Linked DNA regions of Hordeum vulgare: region 2 is linked to region 1. Evidence: chromatin contacts called from public Hi-C data. All regions are on one chromosome and are shown on one strand. The core of a region is the stretch at or near the end of the contact, and the rest is flanking DNA. Distances in the headings are between cores, read along the strand shown. Region 1 overlaps LOC123444106. Region 2 holds the start of LOC123444110 (YTH domain-containing protein ECT3).

Region 1 (6,274 bases), core at 2,053-4,552:
TTATAGATAGAGTCGCTTGTGAAAAAGAAATATGGGCAAGAAGCTTTTACAATCTTTAGGCTATTGGTCACCCAAGGTTGTGCAGTTGAGACAGATCAAGTAAGTACTCTTGCACATTGAGAAAATTGTAGAACTATGCTTTGTTATTGTTGTCAATCTCTTTTGGTTAAGAAAGCTTCTGTTATGCATTAATTTTATTTGTGTAGTCCTGTTTTATGATTGTTTATTTGATGGCATGGCTTCCTGTTGCAAATTGCAGTACACAAATCTAAACTTTGATTGTAAATGTGCAGATTATTGACACAACAATTCTTGACAAGCAGATTGTTCATTCAACTTTGTACAAACTATGGAACGACGGCTACATAGATACAGAGGTCTGTCTCCTAGTGTCATCAGAAAAAGTAGTATTTCTTGCTTGGAGGGCAGAGAGAATGACAATGATAACCCTCCTTACTTTAAATGTTAGTTGTGTGATAACCTCACTGCTTTGATAGTCTACTACTGTACTTTACTATACAGGGCAGGTGACCCGTGTTAGCCTTACGAATGCACCATGAATTTATGATATATTGCGTTACTTTCATCATAAATCGGCATACATTTATAAGCATCAATGCAATTTAAAAACACTATTTGAGCATTTGGTTGGGACAAAGCTTGTAAACGAACCTGATAAGTTAATTAATACAAGAGCAAGTATCTAAAGTTTTCTTGACACATTAAGTACTTAAACACAAATAATATCCAGTTATATGTTCTAGAGGAATGCCTAGTTATGTGAATGGTGCTCGAACACCTTAACCCACACTTTTTGAGTTTTGTAGTGTGGCCATTGGTAATATCACAAAAGTTTAGAACTTCTTGCACCCATAAGTTTCACCAGCTCAAGAACATATCTAGGTTCTGTGCTTCATTAAACACTCATTGCTTAAAATGGTTGTAAGGAACTTGTGTAAATTTACAGAACAAAACCAGTTTTCGTGAAGATCCTTAAAAAAAAGGATAAGGAGCGAAAGTGCTTATTCCTTATAGTTGCAAATTTGCAGGAATGAGTGGGTTATAAGGAATCTGCTAGAGAGGCTCTCTAATGCTGCATTATCATAGTTGGAACTATCCATAAATAATACATTGGAAAGTGATTCTGTTGCACTGCTACAGTAGAAAATTTGCTGGGACTAGGAAATTGGATGCATCTGCTATTGCTGTTTTTGTGCTTCTGTTTTACCCCCAATAAGTGTTTGCACTAGATGTTTGACAAAATGATATGTTTTTAAGTCACATATAACGGTATTTTTTGCTCCAAACGTTGCCCATGGCAGAGTTATGGTCTAGCAATTTTTCTATAGCAACTTTCAAGTTCCGGTTACTTTCCTGGAGCAATAGTTCAGAGCTTCCACGCTACTGCAGTTCTGCTACCTCAGTTTCAAGCTAACCTAAAGAACTGGCTATGCATTAAAGCTAGGAGAACTTGTGTAGTAAATCACAGGATATCTATATGCATAGTATATAGCTATCTTGTAAGTTCAAAAGTAACAAAAAATATGCCTCATTTTGTGCTTCTGTTCACAATAATTCTATTTTGTTTACAGAAAATCGCTTCCGCAGCAGGAACAGGGTACGCGCAGTTTTTTGTATGGAGAGCCAAAAATACATTTCGTGAGCAATTTGTCGATAATCTCTACCATGCTGCTTTGAACTTGCGCCAGATGGTGAATTACATTGCTGAACTTCTACTCGAGGTTATTATCTAATGATCATCATTATAGTTTTTTAGCTGTAAGCTGTGCTTTCCTAAATAAAACATTATTATTAGTTTTACGTATCATGAATTCAGGATGCATGTCAGGATTTGTTGCTCTATGCTCCATATGTTTGTCATCACAGTACATACATGACTATATAATGTGTTTATGCTGTATCATAGTTGCAATTCAGTACGATTGTTTCTTTACCGAGTCATATTTTCATAATCTTGTTCGGCTGGGATCAGGCTTACATTAGTTCATCCCAAATGCAGAGCAGCAAGATATGCAACCATATATCCAAACCAATAATTCCCATTGCTCCCATATAGAAAACCTTGGTCAGAAATAACTCTTCAAGTTACTAGATGGAAGAGTCCAATGGGCTGAGATCAGTTTACATTTAGTACCATCACTGGGAGGTTGTGGACAATTGATGTGCAGTGCTATGCACGTTGGTCATAACAAGAATAATGTCTTGCCTGCCTGCAATATGTGGGATTAGTTGCCACCATGCCATCTTACTGAATGAACTATACCATAACTCATGAGTATGGGGATTAGTTGAAACTAACTTTGTTGGCTTTAAGCAGATATTACTTGCACAGATGTGTGCAACCTGACCTCAACTCACTCACTGTTTAAATATCATGTGTTGCAGGGCTCGAAGGACGAAACAAAGCTGCGGAACAGAAAGAACATTTTGATCCTAGCCCTCACTAGACATGATGACTCTCTCTTGCTGTTCTGTGATTTTTGAAAACACTGAAGCCTGTGTTAGTCTACCATAAATGTAAAAAGGAATCCAGACTGTGAAGTTGGATAACTGAATATCGAATACTATATCTATACCTGGGCATCTCCGGCCTGGCCCGGCCTCAAAATCCAGGGCCTAGGCCCTATGGGCTTGCCTGTGGGCCGGGCTTGGGCTTGAGTTTTGAGCCCACCGGCAGGGCCGGGCCAGGCTTGGACTTGACATATTGGGATTTTAAGGAAGAGGCTCAGCCCACGGCCCCAAGCCCGACGGGCTTTTCAACAGATGGGCCGGGATAGGGCTTCAAAGTAGGCCCGATGGCAGGGCCTGGGCCAGACCTGGGCTTCAGTTTTTTGTCGTGGGCTTTTTAGGGCCCGGCCCATGGCCAGATATAACTATATCTTAGCAGATTTGACATATGAGAACTTTGTTTGTGCGGCGCGTGTTGGTATCTTTTTCTTTGTTATGGCATTTTGGTGATGTCTACAGTATCACGTTTGCCAGTATTGCGTTTGGAAATTCCACATTTTGGTAACATCCAGCATGCAATTGGTATTGGTATGGTATATAGGAGAATGGTATTTCCCACCGACCTGTTGATTTTTCGACTCGTCATCCGGCTTTCAGGCTATCCATTCCGGATCGGCTGGCCAAATGCCACTCGTACCGGCAGGCCACCGATGATTGGAAGCGGATAATCACAATAATTGGCAAGTTGCAGGTTCGCCGGTACTGCGCCACTTGGAACGGCTGCCATGCATTATGAATTTATCATCATCCGCTCGAGAGAGGTCGCAAACGCGTCGACATGCACGTATGAGCATGGACTTTTGCGAGGCGTTTGCGGCACCGTATCGCGCCCATGTGCCCACACACATGCATGAAACAACCCTACGGCTACAGCTAATGCGCATACGGCCAGGTCAACTGCTGCGGTTAGCTGGAGACAAATAACAAAACCCCACAATTCTCTCTTTCTACAATGATGATGGTGGTAAGAGAGCCCCCCACTGATTCGGCCTTGTTCCGCGGGGAATGTTCGACCGCGTACCAACCTCCATAAACAACAGTGTACGCAATTGTAATGTAATGTAATGTGAGGAAAAGTCTGTACGTACGCAATCGACCAGCCTACCAGATAGATATTGTACTTGCGTATGATTGTGTCCACACATTGTACGTACGTACGTATCTCCACCAAGGGGGGGATGAGGAGCTGCTGCTAGTGCTGGTACTCCGTATTGCCTATTGGTGTAGTCCAGCTGGTGAGTGGCGATCTCGCATCTTGTTTCCTTGTGACTTGTGAAAGTTCTAAGTGGCCGTGCCTTTCCCTTTTTCTTGTTGCTACTACCAGTGCGTCGTTACTGATCTCCATGTAGCACCTTACATCGGTCATCATTTGAACTTCCATAGCTCCGTATACCTTTTCGAGCGTGAACTCAACTTCCCCATTTGGTATTGCGGAAACTTATGGTGACCGATGCCACGTTTGCCTGTCAGCATTTGGGAATCGGCACGCTGTCGTAAAGGCCTGTGATGAGCAGCCCGGTGCATGTTTCTGAGCCTGAATTCGCAGTGCGTAGCCGAGTTTTACGTCGCTTGAAGGGAAGGCTGGCTCCATTGCTGTGCCTGATACAACAACCCACTTAGATTTAGGGCTTGCAATGCAAGCATTCCTGCTGCTCCTGTATTGCCTGACAGTAAGACACACACACACACACACACAAACAGTACAATTCTCATTATCACCTGGGATAGGATAGAAGGATTGGTTTTTATATTAGTAATTTTTTTACTCACGCCTCGCTGTGCATGATAAGACTAGTGATCACTCACCATGCATGCAGTGAGATCCGGAATACGCGTGTGACATACTGACCACGAACGCAGACATCCTCCTGTAACGCCTACGACTCTTCTCTCGACCTACAGATCGACTAGAAAAATCCAGGCCATAGAATCCCTTCTGATTGCCAACTGAACGTAAACACGGCCCAGTCGTCGTTCCAAAGACCTTCACTTAGCCCTGTGGATCAGCTTGCAGCCAGAGCAGTTTTCCTTCCTGCGCTTGTAAATACGGGACACATGTGACGGTGCTCCTACCCTGCGAATGCGATACCGTGGTCAAATGGATGATGAGCTGGAGGGGCCAGGCATCAATGGAGTACCACCATGTGCCGTGACAGAATATGTTGCCGCCTGCCTGGGCTGGGCATGTGGCCTTGCTTCTTTCCCCGCCCATCCATCGGCATTCAGCAGTAGTCGCGGACAAATTTGAAGCTTGTGGCTCCGCTTTTGGGAACTTGTTGCCAATCAATACCGGGTCGTGCCTGATCGGGCATGAGCCCAGCGCGCGCGGCGTCGCGTGGGAGTGGGATTCGGGCTGGACGCCCGCTCCGTCGCGCATGATCACCCGGTTACACGGAGCACCAATCTTTTTTTTTCTTTTGACATTTACATGGAAACCATTACCGGAGGTGCACAGCCGCCTCGCTGGCCATCAACTTAGGAGCATCTCTAGTAAAACCCTCAAACCCTTAAATTCAAAATCAGTTATAAGGGTTGAGAATTGACCATTTTTGACACTTTTAAGGGTTGAAAAACAGAGGCAAAGACTAGAACCCTCAAACCCAACCCTTATAACGGAAATTATAAGGGTTGGGTTTGAGGGTTCTAGTCTTTGCCTCAACCCCAACCCTTCAAACTGTCATTTGGCATATCACAATTTTCACTAGAATCACACAATAAAACTTCAAACAAACATGGAAATAAAGATCATTGCTGCATGGTTTAATATTTTTTACATCACACAATCATCATCTTCCCCCTCCAGTCTTTGCTCCATCTTCCCTTCTGTTATAAGGGTTGGGTTTGAGGATTCTAGTCTCTGCTCCATCTTCTCCCTTAGGCTTGACGCCTCTCCTTCCATCTTCACCCTTACCTTGCCCTTCTTGGTTCCCTCGGGCTTGCCCAAGTTCCTCTCCCCCTCCTCATCTTCACTATCATCCATCCTAAGCATTGCCGACTTCTTGGGTGCGGTCTCTTGATCCCTCAACTTCCACTTGTCAAAGGTTTGAAGAATTGCCCAAGCATGCTTAAATGGGAATGGCTTGCCCTTGGAAGCGGCCATCTCCTTGTACCTCATGCCGACAATTGTCTCCTATCAACCACACATAATCACATAAGAACACAACAATAGCATAGTACACACACATAATCAAAATAGTGAAGAGATATGTACTCACATAGTCACTCTCCACGGTTTCACTAGGTGGTGCATCCCTCACTTGGTCCATGGCCGCACTCCAACGAGCACAAGCGGGCTTCATCAACTCCCACCGGCCTTGAAGCGACCGGTAAGTGCGAGAGATGAACCCACTATTCTTCGGCTTGATCCTACAATAGTTGTCCTCGATCCTTTGCCAATACCGTTTACCGGTTTGGTCGGTGCCGGTGGTTGCATCCATCCCCACAGCTGCCCAAGCACAAACCAAGAGGATATCTTCCGCCTCGGTGTAGTTTGTCGACCGCGCGTGTGGGCGGGAAGCGGCGGTGAATGCCTCCTCCCCTATCTCGACCACCTCCTCCTCGTCATCCCCTTCATCCTCCTCATCTTCCTCCAAGTCATCACCAACCCTAAAGGGTTCTAGAGGCGGAGCCCCGAGGTCCACCTCCGCGTCTTGGAGGAGGTTCATGAACGAGGATGGGGTTGCCATTTCCTCGAACACCTCGTGCGCGACGGGAGGAGGTTCGGCGGGCGTGGCAGCGGGCTTCT
Region 2 (6,274 bases), core at 1,475-3,974, 610 kb after region 1:
CTCTATGAATGAAGAACCGACAAAAACTCCAACATAGAAAACATCATAGTAGTTGCATATGGACTCCGTTTTCGATGAACTCAAGCTTGTCATGAAGATGACCATAAGCTCTAAAAATCACAAAGAGAAACACCAAATAAGAACCAAGAAGTATGATGCAAGGATGCAAATGGTTTGAGCTCTCAACGAACGATACGATCAAGCTAATCACTTGAGAGCCCCCCTTGAGAGTACAACATTCTATCCTAAACAGAAAACCTATCAAGGGCAAACCTATACCTCGCACCTCGACCTCTTGAGATAGATGATGATGATCTTGGCTTCCTCAAGATGGACCACCTTTCTTGATTGCGTTGGCTTGATGAAGATTAGTTGATTGCTCCCCCATACTCACTATGGGTGAGCCACTCTTTAGCATACCTTCACAAGTCCATTGCCACCACAATGGACGGCATGCTTCAAGCACGATATATTCGTGCTGATCCTCTTGAACTTGCACACCGCAATCTTGATGATGATCACCACTTGACGTCATCCTTCATGGGTTGTATGAGATCTTCCTTTTGACGCAAGCCCATGGAAACACACCTAACCACACATAGAACTCTCATGAAGACCATGAGTTAGTACATAAACACGTAATGGACAATGCTTACCATACCATGGGATCACTTGATCCCTCTTGGTACATCTTGTACGCTTTGTGTGTTGATCATCTTGATTTACTCTTTGTCTGAGATCTTGATCAACCTTGTGTCTCTATGACCATTCTTTGGATAATACCTTGAATACCATCTTGGTCATCATATAAACTCCTTGAACCCAACAGATGGACTTCAAGAAGTGCCTATGGACAAATCCTATAAATATAACTTAAGGCAACCATTAGTCCATAGGAATTGTCATCAATTACCAAAACCACATATGGAGATATATGCTCTAACATCTGCGGATGTTTGAGGGTTCGAATTTGCAAACCGTGGTTGTATATGCTCTTAGGGTCATGCGTGCGCGGTGTATCCCGACCTTTGTTGGCGGCACGACTCTGTTTCTAGGTGTTTCTTCAAGTTTTGACAGGGTTTGTATCATGTTCAGAAAGACGAGACGAAGACGACTTCTTGGAGATGGGATAAGATTCTTTCCGTCTATCCCCTGTTTTGGTGTTGCGTTTAGTATCATTAGAGGACGTGTGAAGGTGTGTTACCAGTGGATTTCGCGAGATTTGGTCGGTGGTTGTCTTTGGTGGATGTGTTTGGATCCGGTCCTTGTTCGTCTTTGTTCACGTGTCTTTAGATTGAATCTTTCGATCAAAGCTTTCTCATCGGCGGCGATTGTTGTTCCGGTGCGTTGGTCTTATAAGGCCTTAGCACGACGACTTATCGACCGTATACTACAATAAGTTACGCGTGGCTCCGGCGAGGGAGGGGCGATGACGGCGACACGTCTTCGACTCGCTTCCGTGATCGTAGTCATCGTTAAATGATATACAAATCTGAATGTAATTTTTATTATTATTTCTGATGTTTATTATAATATTATGACTGAAGATAAATACTCCCTCCTTTCCTAAATATAAGATCTTTTAGAGATTCCACTATATACTACATACAGATGTATGTAGTCATATTTTAGAAAATAAGTTAACTCATTTTACTCCGTATGTAGTCTATAATCAAATCTTTAAAATGTCTTATATTTCGGAACGGAGGGAGTAGATCGAAATTTTTCGAAAATATAGTTGCCGTCGGTCTGGTTGATAACCCGGGCGACTATTGACGCGGGCACGGGCGCCACCAGACCGCACCTGCACCGACGCCACTCCGCAACTGATCCTCCAAGATAACGCGTGCGGTCCTGTCCTGATGCCAAAGGCCAACTATTCTGGTCGCCTCCTGCCTGCCGCACCGGCGATCAGCACCCCGCGCAAATTGAACCGCCCGCCCGCGCTTGACACCGAATTCCCCTGGGTGTCGTTGGGCTCCCGGCTTGTTTCGCTTCATTTCTCCCTTCGCGGCCAGGTCAGGTGCGGTCAGGTCGCACCCACATCAGGAAACGATTGATTTTCGAGCGATCGTGATCTGGACCACCAGAAATTCTTCACCTCTTCTTTTAGACCCAACCCAAATATGGGTCGCCCTTCACAAATATTCCTCACCTTGGAAAAACGCAGCATGTATCCTCTGCCCCCCCCTCCCCCCGACCGGCACTCTTAACTGCCGTCAAGCTATCGCGACACATCTAGTAGACCGCGAGCACACAGTTCAATGTTCATGTTGGTTGGACGCTTATTCTCCACGATCCAAACCGGTGTAGCTCCTCGCCGATTGCTATCAACCAAAAAAATAAAAAACCGCACGCCACCTTGACTTGCTAAGATCAAGAAAATCACAGAGTTTACGCCATCAGAATTAGTTGACGACACGTTTTTACGGCCGTACGGACGGCACCTTCACGTTGACAGCGGCATCCACCAACATTTCGCCTCCCTTTTTCTTCACATCACAAAACTGCCGCTCGTACCACAAATACACTGATCACGCACCAAGAAATGAAATTGCACCGATGTGGAACGCGATGGTTAGCTTTCGAGCTCATCTCACAAGAGAAAAAGGCGAAACGCATAGTGCTGAAAGGCTACAAATATTCGGCCGCAACAGGCGGAGCGGCTGCCTTGCTTTGCTTTTGCTCCAGCCCCCGCCCCCGCCCCCGCTAGATTTCAGGAGCCCGCTTCGGCCGCGTCGCTTCGCTTCGCTTCGCTGCTCCGCCCCCACACCGCGCCACCCCCGCTCCCCAGCCGTCCGATCGCGCACACGTGGCCGCGCCCCCCGCCCTACACCACACGCCACGCCGCCGACGCCGACGCGGCTCCTTTTTCTCCTCCGGCACAGGCGGCCGGAGCAGCCTAGGGTTCCGGCGAGTCCCTCCCGGCCCAACCCACGGTCGAGCTGGAGGACACGCGTAGCCCCGGCTTCTTCTGCGGCGACCTCTGGTGCGGCCTCATGGAGCCCAAGCCAAAGCCCGCGCTCACCCACAAGCGTATCCTTTGCTCCTTGTCCATCCGCCGGGAGCTGGATCTGACACATGATATCGGGCTTGTCTTTCTTCTTGGATTCGATCAATGGGATTTCTCCGTGTTTTCAAATTTGTTTTGATTTGCTAACTTTCCCAGTGCTGCTGAGTTGAGCGGTTCCATTGCCATCCAACTCCATTTTTTTTCTCTCTCTCTCTCTCTTTTATCCGTCAGAGATGCCACTACTGTATTTGATCAAAATTCTCGATTTTTTTTGGGTATTTTCTTCAGTTTGGTACCAGTGTTTCTGCCTCTTCTTTTTTTCATGGACGACAGGCGTGTGTACTCAGCCTGATTTCTCATCTTTCTTTACACTTGTTTAATTTAAAGGGTTGGAAAAGCTTTTCCTCTGATCTGGCTTTAAGGGACTTTTTGATCTCTGATCAGATCGCGGTCTGAAAATACATAAATAAATCGTCGATTATGTTGCTGAATTGTCGTTGGGCGCGTAGCATTTTTCATGAAAACTTCGAAACAGTTCAATCTGCTGTCGACATAATTCAGTTTTGCCGTCCTACCATTACCATGCCAGGGCAGGTCTCTGTTGTTTTATATTCACAATTAGATTTGTTAGGTATCCCTCACATGTCGGATTTTCAGAGATGGTGAGAGCTGAGCCAACTCCCATTTATTAGCAGCTGCGCCAATAATATGGTTTGTATACTTAGGAATACGGTTGCTGTATGCCCTTATTGATCTGCTGCTGCTGCATGGTGTTTGCGAACCACGAAGTTGCTCATGTAACGGTCTCTTGCACTTAATCAGAAAGATGATCGCTGTAGATCTTCTGATCTCTAACGGGCTCATTCAAGGCAATTATTGTGCATTATTGGACCAAGAACATTTCAATCCATCAATCTGGGCTTGTTGGCTTATTTTGTTCTCACTCATGGGCAATGACCTTTCAAGTATATATTCTGTTTGCAAGCCTTGACTTTTGCATCTTCCAGCTATAGAAGAGGCAGTAGAGAACTTGAAGATTGATGCTAGCACGAAGGCAAGCAACGGCAACTTGGTAAGATTCTCATTCCTCTATACATATATACTAGTATACCGCTTGCTTATCTCAGCGTACAAGGAATTGTTCCTTGTTTGGTTGGTTGGGCTACACCTATCGTGCCCTTGCTGATTCCTTTCGTGCCCAAACTCTGCAGCGTGCTGCAAAAGACGCAAGTTCTTCGGATGCAATATCATGCATTTCCTCAGCAGATGCAGCTAGTACTGCTGCCAAGGACACTGAATTGAACCAAGGAACTTATATGGGGGACCAAGGGATGTATTACTACGGGTACTATTATCCAGGTGGGTAGAACTGATCAGTACTATCACCTGAAGTCCTGAAAACAGAGGTGCTGTTCTTTGAGTTTGATGGTTTGATCGTTATTCTAGGCTCATTTGGAGGATGGGATGAGAATAGCTACTATGCTGGATCGAATGGACTGGAGATGCACCCGACAGTAAGTTATCAAACAATGTACTTTATCAACCATGTTATATGCCTTCCCTACAGTAGTAGTCACAAGTGGTCCTGTGTAAACCCCAAAAATGCTGCACTTAGTGCATCTATGGTGGTATAGTGGTACCAGCTAGCTTTGCACTTATTTGCTCCCATCTTTTTCTTGCCTTTCCTTTGCCATGTTGGGGAAAGTGTCAGCTTTTATTCTTCCATTACTATCTTCATGCCTAAAAAAAATCTTTGCAAACCTTTATAAAAAAAATACTATATGTTTTATCTTTTTTGCTTTAGTTGTCACCACACAATATGCTGTCATGAATTGATGATTATTTTATTCTGGTGACTGAGATAAACAAATTTAAATGATTGCCAGTGTATGGAATGTCTATTTCAGGGGATGTTTTTGATATTCCATGCTGTACAAAGAATTGTGGTCAAGCACCATAGCTAATTTAGTTTGATTGAGATCTTAAATGACGAAGAGCCAATTACAAAAGGGCTGTGCAGACTTCAGAGGACTCGATTTAACAGTTGACTTTTGCATTGCACTTTTTTGTTTTGTTCCTTATTAAGTTACTATTGAGTCCTTGGTCTCAGCAATTCTAGAGCGAACTGCTTCTTGAAGATACAGCTGTGGAAGCTGACATACCACTATAGAACTGAGCTTATACCTTTTCTGTAATCTGTTTCAGGCGGTTCATGCTGAGAATGGGTCTTATTTGTGTTATGTTCCGGGTTACGAAAATGGATATACTGCTTATAGTCAAGTTGTTCCTGGAACTGGCGTGGATGGTCAGTTTGTCAGCAAAGAGCCATATTACTCCGCTGTGATTCCCGTGCAGGACCCTTCTACACCTGGCATGTATGCTCAACCAATTGCTTATGGACCTGAACTAGTCCCTGCATACACATGGGACCCTTCTTATGTTCTTATGGATGGGGTTCAGGGACATCCTGTTGGTGTGCACCAAACGAGCTACCCTACAAGATCAAACTACCCTTCTAATAAGCATGCTGTTCCATCTTCAAAAGCTTCACGCAGCACAAAGTATGCATTGGGTACCACCAAAGGATCATCATCAGCTGTAGACACAGTGCCAACCTCTGCCAATAACTATCCATCATCAAAGTTTGCAAATAAGGTACTGAAAAATTCCTGTAAAACAGGACAAATTACTCTGAGCATAAAGTAGGAAACTTATAATTTTATACGCTTGTTGTTATGCTAGGCATCTGGTGCTTCCATAACGAAAGGGCATCTTCCGTCTAGCAAGTTTGTGGCGCATACTAACCAAGGAAAAGGAAGCCTTTATCAAAGTAAAGGCACTAATTTGAATGAAAGTGGTAGAAACTGCAATGGTGGTGAGAAGCTGAAGGCCAGAAGCAAGCTAAATGAATTTGGTGACTGTGATAGATCAGATAAACACAATGATCATTCAAAAAACAATTTGAGCCCAGGAGCAGATCGTTTTGGGTTGTCGGGTGTACAGGAGGTTAATGATGTCATACCTTCACTTGTTGCAGTAAGCAGAGATTCATATAATCTTCCTGATTTTGTTACGAAGTATGAGCAAGCTTTGTTCTTCGTGATTAAATCTTATAGTGAAGATGATATTCACAAGAGTATCAAGTACAATGTTTGGGCAAGTACTCCTAATGGAAATAAAAGGCTTGACAATGCCTATAAAATTGCACAAGAAAGAATGGCAGGAAAAGGAACCAAATGCCCTGTTTTCCTCTTCTTTTCT

What was found. A called contact is a pair of places that touch in the nucleus more often than the background predicts.
Region 2: a contact with region 1 is called in a Hi-C map of leaf, with 10 times the contacts expected there. The contact joins the promoter of LOC123444110 here to the enhancer-like site in region 1. A contact is called at or near these places in 4 of 6 Hi-C or Micro-C datasets (leaf and seedling).

The regions. Positions count from the first base shown.
Region 1 is chr3H:430,726,564-430,732,837 of MorexV3_pseudomolecules_assembly, forward strand. LOC123444106 reads left to right here. Exons shown (of 14, transcript XM_045120721.1): 11 at 7-99; 12 at 294-377; 13 at 1,593-1,742; 14 at 2,407-2,970. The coding sequence ends at 2,505. Among protein-coding and RNA genes, the nearest start is that of LOC123444106, 13 kb to the left of the region's middle. Within about 2 kb of position 3,303, at least 3 of the 3 cell types and tissues checked have open chromatin away from gene starts, as enhancers often do. A contact at or near this core is called in leaf and seedling, where this site is marked.
Region 2 is chr3H:431,336,333-431,342,606 of MorexV3_pseudomolecules_assembly, forward strand. LOC123444110 (YTH domain-containing protein ECT3) reads left to right here and starts at 2,725. Exons shown (of 9, transcript XM_045120726.1): 1 at 2,725-3,036; 2 at 4,021-4,085; 3 at 4,225-4,372; 4 at 4,460-4,527; 5 at 5,219-5,668; 6 at 5,756-6,274. The coding sequence starts at 3,000.